Regions from separate parts of the Pan troglodytes genome. Here region 1 is linked to region 2. The links are chromatin contacts, called in public Hi-C maps. All regions are on one chromosome and are shown on one strand. Each heading gives the region's core, a stretch centred on a gene start, on an enhancer-like site or on the middle of the called end of the contact. The rest is flanking DNA. Distances are from core to core; before and after follow the strand shown.

The links. Hi-C and Micro-C count contacts between places; a contact is called where the count stands out from the background.
Region 1: a contact with region 2 is called in a Hi-C map of stem cell-derived neural progenitor cells, with 5 times the contacts expected there. The contact joins the promoter of IRX1 here to the enhancer-like site in region 2. A contact is called at or near these places in 2 of 7 Hi-C or Micro-C datasets (induced pluripotent stem cells and stem cell-derived neural progenitor cells), 1 of 1 datasets of contacts at active chromatin or transcription factors (stem cell-derived excitatory neurons) and 1 of 1 other capture datasets (stem cell-derived neural stem cells).

Annotation. Positions count from the first base shown.
Region 1 is chr4:4,257,516-4,260,341 of NHGRI_mPanTro3-v2.0_pri, forward strand. IRX1 (iroquois homeobox 1) reads left to right here and starts at 1,418. Exons shown (of 4, transcript XM_016952920.4): 1 at 1,418-1,967. The coding sequence starts at 1,692.
Region 2 is chr4:3,854,897-3,858,132 of NHGRI_mPanTro3-v2.0_pri, forward strand. The region is part of intron 5 of LOC104006326 (a long non-coding RNA gene); the gene reads right to left. Among named protein-coding and RNA genes, the nearest start is that of IRX1, 400 kb to the right of the region's middle. Within about 2 kb of position 1,870, at least 5 of the 24 cell types and tissues checked have an H3K27ac peak or open chromatin away from gene starts, as enhancers often do. A contact at or near this core is called in induced pluripotent stem cells, stem cell-derived excitatory neurons, stem cell-derived neural progenitor cells and 1 more, where this site is marked.

The DNA of each region.
Region 1 (2,826 bases), core at 168-2,667, 400 kb after region 2:
AGGATACGGGTGGCTCAACCCACCAGCAGAACAGCATGCCGACTCTGGCCCGATGGCCGCCTTCATCCCGTAGCCCCAACCCGGCCTAAAGCCGGGAAGACGCCAGAGTGCGCTGCTGAAATTCCCGCGGAGTCCGGTGTGCTGGAGAGCGGCAGCGGGGTGAACTCCCGGCCCCGGCTCTGCGTAGGAGGTGGTTCGCATAGTGGCCCCGGGAGCCGGGACTGGTACCCGGTTCCCCACGGCACCGTCCGGAGCTCTCCAGCCACGAGGCGCGGAAGTGGCCTGCCAGCTCCTTCCCAGGCTCAGGGAGGCGAGGAGGCCCGTGCACTTGGCATCTTCTCCCGGGAGCCGCACGGCCAGGGCCGCGGCGACACGGAGACCATCTCAAGTGCGCCGCGCCTGGCCGCGTCCTGTAGCCGGACGAGGCTGAGGATGGAGAGGGGAGACGCAGGGAGAAGAGGGACGCGGGACTTGGACCCAAGAGGCCGCTCCGTTGCCGGTCTGGCGGCTGCGCCGACTCGGGTTCGCGCGTTCCACACAAGTTTCCTGTCTGCCTCTGCACACCTGGTGGACAAACCGGGCGTCCAGGCCACACCGTCTTCCCCCTTCGCGGGGGCGCGGGGGATGTTTCCCTCCGGCTGCCAGGGGGCTTTCTGGGTGAAGAGAAAGCCCCTCCCCCCGCGTCTCCCCCACCCCTCCCTCCGAGAACCCGCGGCGCCGACTGCGCCTGCTTCCCCCGAGCTGGCGACTTCTCCGCGGGATTTGCCCTCGCTCAAAGTTTGCACAATTGAAAGAGCCCGCAGAGCTCGGCCGCTCCCCGCTTCCCCAAGGGCGGCGAGGCCGGTCATTGGCAGACGATCGGTTACTACCCAGTAGGGGCCCACGGGAACCCGCATCTGGAGTCGGGGGTGTCACGCCACGCGGGTTCAGTGGCTCGCGGAGAGCGTCCGGGTGCACTTCTGCCAAAGATGTCCCCTGGAGGCCCCGGCCGCGCGGGACTCGGGGGAGAAGCCGCTCCCCCCTCGCTGTCACCAGCGTCCAGGCCGCCGGCCCCTTCCCCGCTGCCCAAACAGTAGAAAAGCAGGCGCCAAGTTGTTTTTGTTAAAAAGGGGACACACCTCGGCCGCGAAACTGCAAACCCGGTGTCAGACAGCTGTAAACCCGTGTCGACAGGTTGTCAGACAGCTGCGGGGGCTGGTCGGGAAGGAGCCCACGGCCTCCGGGCCCACACCCCGCCGCCCCGACGCGCGCGCCCACCGCGAGAGTAGCTGGCCGGGCCGGCACGGGGCACCACGTGCTCGCGGGAGGGGCGGGAGCGGCCGGCGAGGGCGGGCGGGAGGCAGGGACGGGGCGGGAGGGGAGCCAGGGGCGGGGCCTGCGCTCAAGGGGATGCCAATCAAAGCATCAACTTCAAATTGTGTCTGAAAGCCCCGCCGCCGAGCGGAGGGCGGCCGCCGCAGTCGGCGCGCGATTGCGGATCCGGGCGCAGCCGGGAGCCGGGCGCCTGCGAGCACCGGGCAGAGGAGCCGCGACCGGCCTCCATCTCCCGGCCCGCCCGAGCGCGCCCGGCCGGCCGCCCGCTCCTCCCTAGACCCCTCGCGGCGCCCCCTGCAACCCCCTCCGGCCGGCCTCCGCCTCCCTCCCCGAGCCTTTAATACTCGCCCGCTGCGGCGGTCGCCGAGTCCGCGGACATGTCCTTCCCGCAGCTGGGATACCCGCAGTACCTGAGCGCCGCGGGGCCGGGCGCCTACGGCGGCGAGCGCCCGGGGGTGCTGGCCGCGGCCGCTGCGGCGGCTGCCGCCGCCTCGTCGGGCCGACCGGGGGCCGCGGAGCTGGGCGGCGGGGCAGGCGCGGCTGCAGTCACCTCGGTGCTGGGCATGTACGCGGCGGCGGGGCCGTACGCGGGCGCGCCCAACTACAGCGCCTTCCTGCCCTACGCCGCGGATCTCAGCCTCTTCTCGCAGATGGTGAGTGCGCCCGGCCTCCCCCGCTTCTCCTCTGTCTCACCCGCGCCAGGGCAAGGGTGGCCGGTCGCCCGGGAGGGAGAGACTACGGGTGGACCTGGTCCGGAAGAGGAACTAGAAAGGTCCGGGGGCAGGTTCCCGGTGGCCCAGGCCGCGGCCCCCGGGGACGCAAGAGGGCTGGAAGGCCGGGCGGGTGACGGCTGGGCCATCTCGGCCTGGGAAAGCGGAAGGCCCGGGCCAGGGAGCGGGTAGCGAGAGAATTCAGAGAGGCCGCAGAAGCAGGCCCGGGGAGCGGTGCCTGCGCTGGAGGTCGGGGGCAAACTCGCCTGGCTCGGCCAGGGCGCCCGGGCAGGCCCACGGGGTTCCTGCAGGTCGGCCCGGCGTAGCGTAGCAGGACTTCCCTTCCTGGCCGCGGGTTCCACTCGCGCGGCCTCTTTAGTTTTCGAACCGAGTCTGGAAAACTTGGTTTTCTCCCTCTTTAGCAGCTCCGAGATAGTTGTATCCGAGTTTGCCAGACAGACCCCTTTTAAGCCTAGTAGAGTCAATCAAAATAATCTTAACAATAGAGGTCCAAAGGGATGGAGAGGTCTCTCCACGGCGTGAGTGCGAATTTGAGATTAAACAAAAATTAAGTTGCAGTAATGTGTTGGTGTCTGAAACGGTGTTTGATTTTACTTTTGTAAGTTGCCAAAGTTTTCATTTCATTTGCACGGAAAGAAAAGCACTTTTCTTCCTTCGTTACATAATGGAGGATTAAAGAAAACAGTGTCCCTTGGTTTAAAACAAATGGTGTCCTCTTAGTCTTCCGTCCCAGTGGGCGTTAGATGTGGGGGCAGGCGGCTGCACACTGAATTCTCCGCGG
Region 2 (3,236 bases), core at 620-3,119:
AAGGGTTCCATTGGATTGGGAATTATCTTAATTAAAATTATTCATATGAGCTGCCACAAATTTCCAATTCTTTGCCTTTTTTTTTTTTTTCCTGCATCATGGGTGAAGCATTTCTGTTTCCTTCTTCAGCTGGAGTTAGCTGGCGATCATGCACGTAAAGCTGCATTTATTCCCCACTGCTCTCATCGGGAGCTTGCCTTGGGCCACGGAGGGCCCACCTTTTGCTCTCCTGAGTTGGGGAGTGGGCGGCAGAGGACAGGAGGGACTGGGCTGGTTGGATTCCAGCTCTTGAGCACCGTGGCTCAAGACTGCCTCTTCTGGAGGGTCTCCCAAGCACCCTCCTTGCCAGGAAAGCCAGCTCAAGACTGATGGTATCTCTAAATGTACATCTTCATCTGCAGCTCCTCCACCTTCTATTATAAAACTGGCACCCAAAGTGGGTTATGCTGCCAGAAAGGTTCACCGTTGCTTCAGGTAGACACAGGGCGACCTTGCGATCCCCTCCAAGGATGAGTACACTAATTGACTAAATAACCCCATGTCTACTGCCCATCGAGCAGGGGCTGCAGTGGAACAATGGCTATACATGGGAGGCCTCCCTGAAGCGGATTTGGGCATTAATTACACCCATGCTATGGGCTGATTTTTGTCTTATTTGCTTTTGTCTTGGAGATGACTGCCTGGACTTCAAAGGATGCTTTAAATTTGAATCTCTTCTCCATGGCAAAAGCCAGTGTTAAAAGACTGGGATTACAATAAAAGTTCTGTAGTTAAATGCCTGAGCTCATCATTGCACAAACTTCACAACAGTTAATGACATACATAAACCTATCATCGTTTTCAAGACAGAATGGTTTTAGAGTTTGGCATGGGAAATTCACACCCATTTATTTAAAGACCAGAAAGCATGCTTTTGATTTTCTTACCATAAAAGGTTTAAGAGACGTAGGCTTCCTAGGTTCTAACAAATACGTTGTCTCTGAATACATAGTAAATATCCCCAAAGCTAATCAAGACTGAGGCCGGTGGTGACCATTGAACAGTGTATGTATTTATTAGCCTTGTGTTCAAATCCACTTTGGATCCACACATTCACCCTGAATCAGATGGAAGCATTTTATTAATTTCTAAACAAAAATTTTAAGGGTGAGTGGTTTTACCCTGTCTGGCCACTACGTAGACAAATAGATGAAATCTAAGCATGAAGAGGTGTTGTGGTTTGCGCATTAGCATAACTTGTCCTGGCAGACACACCCTCTGCGATCCTGTCGCCTAGTACTGAGTGAAGGCGTCTTCATCCTAACAGACGGATGCCCGGCTAGCATCCTTGGGCTCTCTAAGAGTCCATTTCTGTGTATATTTGCATCTTTTTCTGGTGAGAATCCTTTCTCGAAGCTTCCCCGACTGTTTTCCCTTCTTCCGTGACACCCAGGCTCATACATTGTTTTCTGACAACCCCTTTGCTAATTTTGCTAACAGGTTCCTGTCTCTTGTAAAACATTACATCACAGCATTCCTATGCAATTATTCTATACATGAATTAGCACTTACTTTGCCTGAGTGAATGGCGTTTGGAACTTTTTGTTTTGCTGTGCTGTGTGCCTGAGTGTGAGTGTGTCTACAGGGCGTGTGTCCCTTTGTGTGGGGTACGTGCACACACATATATAGAAGCAAGGCGATGCCCCCGGTGATCTCAATGGCTTTGTTACACATCCGTTATCGTGGCTGCTTGATTTCCGTAGAAATCAATCTAAAGAACTCGCGGTCCTGCGGCGTGATTTCCTGGGACTGACTTCCTGGAGAGGCTACTGCGGAATGTGAGGGGCTGGCAGGAGCGGCCCTCCCAGGCCTTGGCCATTGTCTTTCCGGAGAGGCGTTCTGCCCCCGCTCCCGTCACTTGCGATGAGTCCCCTTTCCCAGAGCGGCGCACTCTCCAGTCCAGCAGCACAAAAGATTGCTTTGCTCAATCTTGAGCTTGGGTGCTCCCGGCACGAGCTCCGTGACGACCATTCTCAGCTGCTCCTCGTCCCCAGTAATTAGCCTGTCACGGCTGCTGCCTCTTGTGGCTTTGCCTGTGAGAGACATTTGACACAGCAGACATCAGAGGGATTTTTCAGGAGGCTCTTGTGGCGTCCGAATGGCTCTTAATTAACCACTTAGGTATCCGCCTTCACTCCCCTGCCTGGCACTTTCCAAATGGTAGGGGTTGCGCTGTGGATCTAAACACCGGGGAAGCGTGCTATCAAAAGATCTTGTAAATGAAGGCTTGTGTAAATTATTTTTAATGATTCCCTCCTGGCACATCATTATGTTTGTAGTTGCACACAGGCACTTCAGAGATGGCTCCTCTTCCGCGAGGTCAGCTGCAGGACCGCCCTAACTAGCTGCAGTCAGTAAATGGCTTATTAATTAGCACCGTGATTTTACATTGCTAAGAGCTCTGATGTATGGAGCTGGAATTGTAATTGTGTAGGATCGAAATAATAAGCCATCTCAGGGCTCCTTATGCAAATTGGCATATTATAAAATCATTACCTATCTAAACACTGAGTTTTAATAAGAATTACCATGATGAATTTTATGATAATTGACACTCAAATTTTAATCTCTTGGATTTTTATCATTTTGGTGGTTAAAGTGTGTTTCTAATTAAATGTTGCTTAAAATGCAAAGGATTGTTTAACAATTCTATTCCGTTCTTCTAGTTCAAATCAGGTTATTCTCTTTGGTCATAGAAAATACGCCTTCTTAGTAATGGATACGTGACATTATGAAACACATGTACAGAAAGATGTTTAACCATCACTTTTTTTATGAGTATGGTTTTGATGACGATGTATTGTCAACTGTGAGACAAAGAACATTAAATGGTACTGGGCTTGACTCCATAGTAAGGGTGATACACCATGAAGAAGCAAAGCCAAGGAATATTGTTACATCTTTATAAGAGCTCATGGGTTTGGAGTGGGGATTGACTTTTTAAATAATTACGGCTTCAGTAACAAATATTTTATCTTCTAAAACCCATGAAATGCAATTTAATTTAAATGTATTGATTTTAAAATCACTTGCCAATATTATGATTTATGTATGGCATCTAGTAATAAATGATATCATAGTTGTTTCAAAAGCAAACTCTAATAAGCAAAGGAAGAAAAGTAAAGTTTTCTTTTTATTTGGTCTAGAACAAATAACTGTGTGAGATATCATCAGAAGACATAAGCTACACCTCACTG